3 separate regions of the Mus musculus genome follow, and all the other regions are linked to region 1. Evidence: chromatin contacts called from public Micro-C and promoter capture Hi-C data. All regions are on one chromosome and are shown on one strand. The core of a region is the stretch at or near the end of the contact, and the rest is flanking DNA. Distances in the headings are between cores, read along the strand shown. Region 1 holds the start of Fbln1 (fibulin 1). Region 2 holds the start of D130051D11Rik (a long non-coding RNA gene). Region 3 has its middle 28 kb from the start of 7530416G11Rik.

Region 1 (3,691 bases), core at 611-3,110:
CAATAATCAAATTCAAAGTGAAGTACTGAGAAGTCTCCAATCTGCTCACAGCTCAGAGACCCTTCCCTCAGGTATCTGCACATGCTGGGGCCTCCTGAACCACATCCAGGCAAACCCCCCCATCCTCTCTGGTGCCACAGCCTGTGAGCCTTTACAGAGGCTATTTCCTCTTCCCTCCCTCCCTCCCTCCCTCCCTCTCTCCCTCCCTTTCTTTCTCACACAACCTACTCATTCTTTTTTTCTTAAAAAGATTCATTTATTTCGTGTATATGATTACACTGTAGCTGTCTTCAGACACAACAGAAGAGGACATCAGATCCCATTACCATGTGGTTAATGGGAACTGAACTCAGGACCTCTGGAAGTGCAAGCAGCCAGTGCTCTTAACCGCTGAGCCATCTCTCGGGGCCCCAGCCTGCTCACTCTTGTACTCACTATGTAGCTGAGGGGATGGCCGTAAGCTTCTGAGCCTCGGGCTCTCATCTCTTGACTGCTGGAATGATAGCTTTTGCCAGGACACCTGCTTTATGTGCGGTTGGGGATCTGACTCGGTGCTTTGCACATGCTCAGAGAGCATTCTACAACCTGGATTGCGCTTGAGCTGTGCCTCACTTCTGGGAGGCCTCCTGAACTGAACTCAGTCAGCAGGCTCTTCCTCCAGCCTCCCTGGTCTCTCTGCAAACCTCTGGCTTCTCGCATCTTTTGAAAGGAGGTTTCACTTAAAGATAGCTAAACACAGTGGTGCACGCCTGTAGACTGAGCTACTTAGGAGGAGCTACCTAGGAGGAAGTGGGGGGTCACTGGAGTCCAGGAGGTCAAGGCTAGCCTGGGCAACAGAGCATGATGCCCCCTTCTCGAATTAAAACAGAAGGGCATATTTCGTAAATGAACACCCTGGTAAGTTTCCACACGCTGACTATGTTAAGGGACCTACTCCTCAGCTGCTGCCGCTGCCTCTACTCTGCCCAGGAACACCAGTCTCCTAACCTCTGACCCGCTCTGTCCTTTCTACAAGGAGACCTACACAGCCAAAGTTCATCTGTGGTTGGTCCCACTCTGCACCTTCCGAGTTTAAGGTCCTAGTGTGTGATTACGCCCCTGAGTATTCATTCACTGTGGAGGATGTTGGATGACTCCCACTGGACATTATGGACGGTCTATCTAGCGCTAGTCTGTTTGCAGATATGCACAATTATTCCAGCGGAGCCTAATCCCTGCGTTTGAATTGCTTGTCCCACGCAATCAGCTAACTGGGGTCCTATGGTCCTCCAAATTTACCTGTAGTGGGTTTGTTTTTACTTTAATCTTGTTGTTTGTATTTCCGGACAGTGTTTGTCTGTGTATCCCTGGCTGTCCTGGAACTCGATCTACAGAACTAGCTCAGGAGATTTTCCTGCCTCTGCCTTTGGAGTGTTGGGCGTGTGCCATCACATCCAGTTGAAAGTCTAAATTTTTTTGCATTTATTTATATTACATGAATGCTGGAAATTTGAGCTCAGGTCCTCTTGTCTTCACAGCAAGTGTCTTATCCACTGAGCCATCGAGCGAGCCATTTTCCCAGCTTTTAAAAAAAAAATTTTATTGTTCTTTTTTTTTTTTTTAAATAAATCAGAGAGTCCTCTAAACTGTCTGGCGGCTGCCAGGGAGTCTACACAAGCAGGCTTCTGCTGGTCTAGCCTACGGCTGCCCGCTATCCTGACAATTTAGGTTAGACACTTTTCACGTGACTTTCTGCCTGTAGGTGGGTGGCACGTCTCTGAGCTTTGCGCTCTGCCTGCATCCCCGCAGGAGAGTCTGGGTGGCGGCGTGCTCCAGCTGCGCAGTGCTGAAGGGAGGGTCCCCGCGGGCCCCGCCCCCGCCGCGCCTCCTCCGGGCGGGATAATTGAACGCGGCGCGCAGGAGCCTCGCGTTGGCTGCCCAGGCCTGGCTCGAGCGTGTAGCCGCTGCCCGCCGTGCCTTTGTCCGCCGCCGGAGCCCGCCAGCCCCATGGAGCGCCCCGTGCCGTCGCGCCTCGTCCCGCTGCCGCTGCTGCTGCTCAGCAGCCTCTCGCTGCTGGCAGCCCGAGGTAGGGGAGCCCCGGGCCCACGGCCCCGCACTAGGTCCCCACCCAGGCCCCAAGCTCCCTGGAAGTTTGCAGCCCCCGATGCTCCGGAGCGCGCGCTGCACCCAGGGGTCATCGCACGGTCCCCAGAGCTGCGTGGAATCCAGGCCCACGACCCCCCCCCCCCAATACTTCCGGCTCGGCTCCAATGCCCTCCTCACTAGGGGGACTTGCTTTAAATCTTTAACCTTCCAAACAGATCCTCCTGCGGGTTCACGAAGCCGGGTCCTCTGTTGGTGAAGGCAGATCGCCTGCTGGGCCGTGGGGGTGGGAAGTGCTCTGTACTGGAAGTAACTTTAGTGCATCTTTTAAACCGCCTCCAACCCCTACCCTCGGGGGTGGGGGTGGGAGGTGGGTGCGGGAGGAACTACTGCACCCATTTTGCCCCTGAACAAACTGAGACAGGAAGACAGAGATGGGGGCAGAAAGAAAACAGAAAATAGAGAAACATCCCAGAGGTTTGGGAGCTGGCCACCTCTTCCCTGCTGGTTCACCGTAGTAGCAGATTAGTGGCCCAGAATCACGTCCCCAGTACAGGAAACTTAGAATGGAGTAGGGTCCACCTAGGCTGTACTTTTCTCAGTCCAAAAGCTGCAAGGCCTGACGCAAGCACTTTACCTGTCTATCAGAGAAGCAATGGGGTTGTAAATCTATGACCTTTAACCTCTTGTGATTAAGGGGTTCTCAGAGCCAAGCCTGGCCCTCCTGGAGTCTTTGTTTCTGCAGGGGGCCCTAGATCCACACCACCTTCTTGATCTCTTATTCTTTATTCCTGGGTTAGCTTAGTTTCTTTTGAACTCTCTGACCCTTTTAGTCAAAAGGTCACTGGTTGTGATAACTAACGACTGGGAGGAGTCTTAGAGAGAGGCAGAGGGGAGGGAGAAGGGGCTGGCTGGTCCTGAATCCTGGAGGAGTTCTGGCTGTTCCGGGCACTGGCTACAGCCTTGGCACATCTTGGGTCACTTCTCAGTGTAGGAGACAGGGTGGGTAGGCTCATAGGCCTGAGTTGGTGCCAAGAGCTTTGCAGCCCCTCAGAGTTCAGGGAGGCTTCTTGGAGCAGATTGTGTGCTTGGACCAGAGATGGTGAGGTGGGTCTGTGGGCCAAAGAAGGCATTTGAATCCCTGCCAGGGAGAGTGAAAACCAGAGAGGACTTTTAATAAGGGAGGAGGCACACCCGTTGCAAATGGCAGGGACCTCTGATACCCCCATATTGCTGCAGAAAGGAGACAGGTGGAAAGATGTGGTACTCAGAGTCGTGTCTCCTAGAGTCACTCAGGCCCATTTTGTGGCTTGTAGGGGAAGCTGCCTTGAGTTTGGTTAGTTCAGTTTGGTATGATCTTAGAAAAGGGTTTGAAGCTGCTTGGTCCCTTCCTGCAGCCTGTAGCAAGGCCAGGAGACCCTGATCTCAGGCCCCAGAGAGCTGTGGGGTGGGCGAGAAAGCTGACATCTAAAAAGGACCTTAGGGAAGCCAGCCCAGCAGAGTACCCTGTTGGCCATTCACTTGTCCCCCATTGGCTGTGTATATATTTGTATATATATGCAGAAGAGCCCTGATTTTTTTCTTGCTAAGGGACAGAGTCAGCCCATGA
Region 2 (3,691 bases), core at 349-2,848, 430 kb after region 1:
CATTTTGCATTCCTACCAGCAATGTGAAAAGGTTCCAGATTCTCCACATACTTGCCAACACTTTTTCCATTTTTCCATTTTTGTGCTTTTTTTTTTTTTCTGTACTTGCAACCTTAGTGTGAAGTGTTTTGTGAATTTGGTTTTTTTTTTTTCCCCTCTGTTGATTGGCCACAATGAGTATCTTGTTGGCTGTATGGGTCTTAGCTACTTAGTCTTTAAAAACATTTAAGTCCTTTGCCTATAATTAAATTAGGGATTTCATTGTTGAGTTTTAGTTCTTTATGTAATCTGGACACTAGGTATCTATTTTTTGGCTACAAGTGATTTATCACTTGTTGAAACATTGTTACCTTTTAAATGTAGAAAACTCAAAAGAGGGCCGAGCTTGGTGGCTCAAGCCTTTAATCCCAGCACTCCGGAGGCAGAGGCAGGCAGATTTCTGAGTTCGAGGCCAGCCTGGTCTACAAAGTGAGTTCCAGGACAGTCAGGGCTATATAGAGAAACCCTGTCTCGAAAAAACAAACAACAAAAACAAACAAAAAACAATAACAAAAACAAAAGAGAGAAAGAAAGAAAGAAAGGAAAACTCAAAAGAGATGGAAACAAGACGGCCTATGAGAGTTAAATAACAAAGGGGTTTCCCATCTAGGGCTGTGTGGGGCCACAAATAGGGCTATGGTCAGACCCTCACAGCAACACCAGCCACAAAAAGACAAAGGGCAAGGTAGTACTGTATAGTATTGTCCCTATTTCTGTTTCAAATATACATAGAATTATAAAAATAGAAACGTCAAAATGTTAACACTAGTGATCTTAAATAATCAGAGTGTTTATTTGTTTTTGTTGTTGTTTTTTGTGTTGTTGTTGTTGGTGTTTTTGAGATATAGCCCTGACTGTCCTGGAACTTGCTCTGTAGTCCAGGCTGGTCTCAAGAGCAGAGATTCACCTGCCTCTACCTCCCAAGTGCTGGGATTAAAGGAGTGTGCCACTACCTGGCATATTGATCAGGTTTTTAAAAATTCTTGTCAACTTTCTAAATTTTCTCCAGTAACGTATGATTTTTGAGTTGGAAAATTATAAAGTTTTTGTTTGTTTGTTTGTTTGATACTAGAATGGAAGCCAAGGTCTCCTGTCTGCTAGGAAAGGACTCTACCAACTGAGGTACACCCTTAGATCAAGAACTGGGTATTTTTAAGGTATTCTCAAGTGTTACTGCAATTTTGCAAGACTCTTTACATCACGTACACAGCCTCAAAAAAGGAAAAATCTCACGAGGAGCTTGAGGGTTACCCGTTTTCTTCCTCCTTGCCAAGATTTACAAACTCCAAGGGCAGGAAAGCTTTCAGAACAGAAAAGTCTGACTAAAACGAAAATCTGATTCAAGTGAAATGCAGCCCTAAGGTTCACAGTGACAGGCTGAGAGCCCGCCCTGAGTCTGCGCAAACTCATTTAGGCCGCGCGCAGAGGCTCCGCCTCCCGCCTGCCCGCACTAAGGTTGGGCGTGCCCGGCGCCAGGTCCCGCCCACATACCTAGGCCCCGCCCCACACGCAGGCCTCGCCCCGGAGCCGCAGCCTGCTAGGCCGTAAATTTGCATTCAGAGCTGGCCGACCCAGGGCCCGCCCACTCTGTGCTTCACTCCGCCCGCACCGCCCGCGACCCCGGAAGTCGGAGATGGTGGCCCAGTGGCTCCACCTCCAGCTGGGCAAGGCTCCGCCTCTAGACAGGGCCCCGCCTCTCAGCTGCGAACCGCGGCCTCCAAGTATGCCGCACCCTGGACTTCATTTCCGGCGCAGGCTACTTAGAAGTCACGCCCCCAGACTCGAGAGGCCCCGCCCTACGTCTACCGCGAGTCTGCTTCCGGGGTGGAGCGTGAGAGTTGTGTGTTATTTTAAGGGCTGTGGGCGCCGTGGGCGCACTTCTGCCTTTTCTGCTCCCTCTGTACCCCCTCAAGGTGTGAGCGTGGAGCTTTCTAGGTCCCTAGAGGGGGCAGGCCACGGCACCGTCTTGGCGGCGGAGTCCTGGCACCGGGAACCCGAGGCCCCTCCTACTTTAGACTGTAGCCTCCCTCTGTACCAGGAGCGACGTGGCCCTGCCGGGTGCTCAGCCCTATCCAAGAAATGCAGAGCCCAGGCTAGCCCCGCAGTGTGAACGCCCCTTTTGGAGGTCTGCAGGCCCAGAGACGAGAGCGCCTATTTGTTGACAGCCACTTTTCAGGAAGGCCCGCACATGCTTCTGATGTGCTGTCGCAGGGCTCCTAGCCACTGTGGCCAGCACTGTCCCTCCACAGAGAGACAAGTCCTTCCACACCCTGGTTCTGATTCTCTGGTTTAATCTGTTCTGCTCAGCTGGAGCACATAGTTCCTTTCCGTGGTCACCTCTCGTCGCCAGCACTGCCCCGTTCATCATTCTTTATTCCTAGCCAGAAGACTTTAAGCATCCTGGAGGTGCCTGATGTCCCCACCCCAACTTGTTCACCGAGACCATCAAATAAAGGTTCTTTAACCTTTAATAATGGCTCATACAGAGGACCCACTGTGGCTTAAAACATCATGGGGTTGCTTAATCTACTAAATGTCCTGGCTTATCAACTCAGCACACTGGAGCATGTGGTTTCCCCTGGTGATGGCCAGCGTTGAGAAAGGGTGCTTATATCGCATTATCACCAGCATGGAAGAGATCAAACTCAAAATCCCAAGTAGTGTTTCTGCTGATGCCTGTCGCTTCTGCACCATTACAAGATCAACCCCCAAATGAAACATTGTAGATTGTGCATCATTTGTGCGCTGTCTTTCTTTGTACCGGAGTCAGGAGTGGGTTGCAGAAGATGGTCTCTATGATGCCTTTGAAGAACATGGAAAAGTAGGTGATTTCCAAGCATCTGGTTTGTTGGACCAAGCCTGCCAAGCCACTCTCAGGGACAGAATGTGTATGAAAGAGACCACCCAGTGTTCTCATATATAATTTTGAAGAAACCAGCCTTGTGCACTGAGAGTGCCTCTCTCTTCTGCACCTACTGCTCTCCTTGGGATAGCCTAAGGTATCTTATTGGTTCCATAGTGTCTTTCCAGGTCTTATGTGGTGGCTGTTGGCAGCAGTGGGTACCTAGCCCTGGGCTTGAGGTTCTACCTCATTTGTTTGCAATAGTCCAGATTTTCTAGACTGAAATGTGCCTCAGAGAGGCAGCCTTACAGTGCTTTGGTTTTTTGGTTTTTTTTTTTTTTCTTTCTCCATATTAGAAGACAAAGCTTGGGAACTGGATGGGCACCTCTATAAAAAGAAAACACATGGTTTCCAAGAGAATGGCCTCTCTGGTTTTTGTTTTGTTTTGTTTTGTTTTTTTCCCACCAATTGTGGACAGAGGCACACTTCAGCCCAATAATTTCAAGTGAGTCGAGGAATCTCAACTCAGAGACCAGTGCCCCCCTTTTTATGGGAAAAAAAAAGAATAAATGTGTCTTGGGTGTGGTCCAAGGAATAAGGACTCTTGGAGCTGAACAGGACTTAGTAGGAGGGTCTAGACTACTTTTGTGCTCAGAAAATCATTCTGGGTTCCACCTAAGCCAGTATAGGGTGAGTATTTACTCCTCAGGGCATGCTAGCCACAATGCAGAGAGGCCTCGCTGATTCAAAAGAGGCTTTCAGCTCCAAACCTCTAAAGAACTAAGGTTTCCCGGGAGTTCAGACTACTCT
Region 3 (3,691 bases), core at 610-3,109, 320 kb after region 1:
GCTTCTGTAGTATGCCAAGCTTTGACTTCACTGTCAGCTGGGGGAGGAAAGGCTTTGGAAAATGGTGACAAGCTGAGGTGACCCATCTGGATTCTACAGGGCTGTGCACACCCAGATGTGGAAGGGGCAGAGGGACCCAGGGAAGGGCTTGGGCACCATTTCACAACAATCGATGTCCTAGCAAGGCCAGAGGGATGACCTGGCGAAGAAGAGGGGTGTCTCGGAGTATGCAGCAAAAGCCAGTAGTCACGCTGGGCTGCTGTGGGGAGGACAGAGTTGGGAAGCCATGGTCAGTTGCCTGGAAGGGTCTGGCCCTACATGCTCAGGTTGGACCCAATGGCTCTTTAGGCTTCAACTTGGCACTCAGTCCAGAGACTGCACAGAGATCCTGTGAGGATGGGGTGTCTCAAGAAGTGGTCCCAGAGAGTCCCCTGAGGAGAAGGGGCTTGAGCTGTCCCCAAGAGGCACACTGGGAACACAAGGCTCTCAGGCCTAGAGTGGGGCTAGATAAAAGGACCACTGTAAACTGTAAAGTTCTATGGGCACACATTCCAACGTCTAATCTTCCAGGCAGCCCCACTGCTGCCCTGAGCCTCAGAGTGAATGTATCTCACTCTGACACAACCCCAGGTGGAATCTCTCTACCATGACCTCAGCCTAGAGAAGCGGAAGGGGGAAACTGAGGCAAACCGGGGCCAGTGTCACATAGCCAGCTGACATGAAACCTGACTCAGACAGTGCTCCATCCAACCCAGAGGCCCCTACTGCAAACCATCTCTAAGGCCAAGTCGGGTCCTCTGCCTGCAGGTCCCAGCGGTTGAAGGTCAGGTGCCTCCAGGTCCCAGGCCTCTCTCTGAGCAAGATGGAGGCCCTCACCCTGGCTCTTCTCCATCCCCGGAACTTGATACATACACACATCTGACGGACAGCTGAGGAGCCAGCCTAAGCCAGGTTTACCATCAGCTTCCTCTGACCTTGTCCTCTCTGGGACTCTTCCAGGACCTGCCTACAGGGCTCTAGGAAATTGTTCTGCCTGAAAAATATGCATGGAATCCCGCTGTATCCCCTGTGGCTGCACCACACCTGAGCCACAGTGCTGACTCTACTCTCCCCCCTGCTGTCTAACCACCCCCTTATACCTCTCCTGAAAAGCTGAAAGGCCCCAACAGCTCACTCTCTTCCCCTTAAAGCCCAGACACTAGGAGAAAAGGCCAAGGTGAAACTTCCTGTCATCTAACTGCATAGCTGCCAGTCCCCTTCCCCAGGTATGCAGGGTCCCTCTGCCGGTGTTCCATCTGCCCCTCCCCCCATATCTCCTCCAAGCATGTACTCAGCCACAGGCTTGCACCCTGTCTCCAGCCCTCCCAGCTCTACATAGCCATCAGCCCCTAGGCTACTGGCAACGCTGACCTACCCTGGCTGCCTTCCCCCACCCCTCATGCTACCTGAGCTTTCTGAGTCTCCATAACACTGTCCTAGCTGCACCTTGACTCTCCATGGGATCATGGATAAGGCGGAGGCAAGGAGTTTCTGTTGCCTAGCAACCTGTGGGGTCAGGGCCAGGAGTCATGGTCAGACTGATCTCCCCAGAGTCTGTCTCCCTAACCTAGAAAATGAAGCATCCAGCCCCTTTCTGCCACAGGAATGAGACTGCTAACACCTTGGGCCTGAGCACACACCCTCATAGGACTTCAGAACATCTCTCCCCTTCTCTGGTGATCTAACTATGCTTGGATTCCTCTAGTGACAAGGAGTGTGCTCCTTCAGGCTCAGAAGACCTGGTATGGCCTGAGGTCATCGCCAGTCCCTGACTAGATCTCCTGGTCCATCCCTAAGTCCCCAAGATGAGAAGCACCTACAGCCCCTGATGTCACTATCGTTCCCCATAGAATGGGACTTTAACATGGGACAGTACCACTCCCTGCAGAGGTATGCCCTGTCTCCATGATGTCCCAGTGACTCAGCTGTCCTTGTGGCTGCCATTCCTTCCACAGTATTTGTCCCTGAGATGGAATCAATCCCTTTTGTCCAAGAACTAGGGAGGGGACGTGGGAGTGGGTCACCCCTTCTGTGTCAGGCCGTTGGTGGGCTGGCAGGTCCCAATGCATCCTTCAGCTTGGTTGACAATGAGTTCAACGCCTTTGATGGTGGCCTTGTTGGTGTAAAGGGGAAGATGGGGCAGTGCTCCACCAAGTTCAGATAATCCTCCCTAGGTTAATGAGATACTCAGGGTAAGCAAAGTCCCCCTTGGGCAGGGAAAACTGAGACCCAAGGAGCACTTTCAGTGTGGAGCACTGTCAGAACACTCCAGCCCAGCCTTCAGCCCTCGGGCCCTCACCCTGGTAGACTGGTGGCTCTTGGACTGTAGATACCATTCTCTGTTAACAGTGGCACCTTATGGGCAGCTTGGGGTTACAGGACAGTGAGAAACTAGCCCTTTGTCCAAAGGGTCTCCAAATTGCAAGCTACCTGGGAATGCAGCGATGGGGCTCAAAAAGCTAGGTTCCTTTTTACACTTATGGAACTTTCTAGAAAGTCATCAGCTCAGAGTAGCTCTCTCACTCTCCAAATTCCACCCCACCCCCACTCCACTGACTCTCAGTTTACCTCAGCTCCTCAGGCCTTCCTTCTCCCTTCTCCCTTCCCCCTTTCTTCTCTCTTCGAGCTTGTGATTAAGCCTCAGCCTTTGGAAGCCATTGCAGAGCATTCTCAGCTCCATGCCCCGTTCTCCTTGCTGCTCTGGGAGGCTCCCCACTCTGCTGGCCTTTCCCCAGCCTGAGGCTCTCTGAGTTTTGGAAAAGGCCCATCTCAGACTCAGCTCCGAGCTCTCACCGTGGTCCATTCTAGCTCTGGCACCAGAGACCTTGTAAGACCTGAGACAGTATGGATGCTGTGTCCCACAGAAAAAGCTGGAGCCCGGGAAGGGCCGCAGGCGGGGCTCCTAGCCTGCACTGTGGTAGTGGTGTGAGGCTAGCATAGCTTGAGGGGAGATGGGAACTGGGCCCCAGACAGCTCAGGCCAAGGGCTTCCAAAGGTTCAGCTATGACTCTTTACAGAGCTCATCAAGAAAAATCAGGGTCCTTAAAGCCACCCTTGGGCCTCAGGTGAGCAGGCTGGCCATCCAGGAGGGATCAGCTGTCTAGGAAGGCCATCTGTTTCTGGCCCCTGGAGAAAAGCCAGCCCTGCTGCCCTCCTGCTGAGCCTCCTGTAGGTGGAGTGAGAGATCACTCAATCCCCTACCTGCAGCCTTCTTCAAAGGCCGCAAGCACTGGGCTCCAGTGGGTCTCACTAAGGTAAAGGCCCAACGAAAGAGGATACTAGGCAGCCTCCCCAACATGCACCCCTTGTGTCCCGAGGTGGGAGTAGGGCAGTCTACAGCTTAGCCCCTCACCAGTGTCTTCTTCAGACATCCTGCCTCTTAGGCTCTTTCCTGGCCATTGCTGTAGCACCAAACCTATGGCTCCCCAGGACCCTGGACTTGAGTTCTGTCCTGGAATACCCAGTTCAGTGGCCCTCAGTCACAGGGTCCTTCAAGTTCAAGGACCTGATAAACAAACAGGTCCAGTCCCAGTTGTAGACAAAGGAAAAGGAGAGAGGTATAGGTTCGAAGGTCCCCACTGGCATCAACTGTGGCCCTGGTCCTATGGTAGAGACTTGGGAACCAGTCTGCTCAGGTTCTCCTGATTTCCTG

The links. Promoter capture Hi-C pulls out the DNA fragments that hold promoters and counts their contacts. Hi-C and Micro-C count contacts between places; a contact is called where the count stands out from the background.
Region 2: a promoter capture Hi-C map of hippocampal neurons shows a contact between it and region 1, with 3 times the contacts expected there. The contact joins the promoter of D130051D11Rik here to the promoter of Fbln1 in region 1. A contact is called at or near these places in 2 of 39 promoter capture datasets (cranial neural crest and hippocampal neurons).
Region 3: a contact with region 1 is called in a Micro-C map of embryonic stem cells, with 1.8 times the contacts expected there. The contact joins the enhancer-like site here to the promoter of Fbln1 in region 1. A contact is called at or near these places in 1 of 484 Hi-C or Micro-C datasets (embryonic stem cells), 2 of 115 datasets of contacts at active chromatin or transcription factors (neural tube and pancreatic cancer cells) and 1 of 9 other capture datasets (liver).

The regions. Positions count from the first base shown.
Region 1 is chr15:85,204,148-85,207,838 of GRCm38.p6, forward strand. Fbln1 (fibulin 1) reads left to right here and starts at 1,861. Exons shown (of 17, transcript NM_010180.2): 1 at 1,861-2,065. The coding sequence starts at 1,987.
Region 2 is chr15:85,632,998-85,636,688 of GRCm38.p6, forward strand. D130051D11Rik (a long non-coding RNA gene) reads left to right here and starts at 1,599. Exons shown (of 2, transcript XR_003951642.1): 1 at 1,599-3,038.
Region 3 is chr15:85,529,057-85,532,747 of GRCm38.p6, forward strand. No RefSeq gene overlaps it. Among named protein-coding and RNA genes, the nearest start is that of 7530416G11Rik, 28 kb to the left of the region's middle. Within about 2 kb of position 1,860, at least 21 of the 459 cell types and tissues checked have an H3K27ac peak or open chromatin away from gene starts, as enhancers often do. A contact at or near this core is called in embryonic stem cells and pancreatic cancer cells, where this site is marked.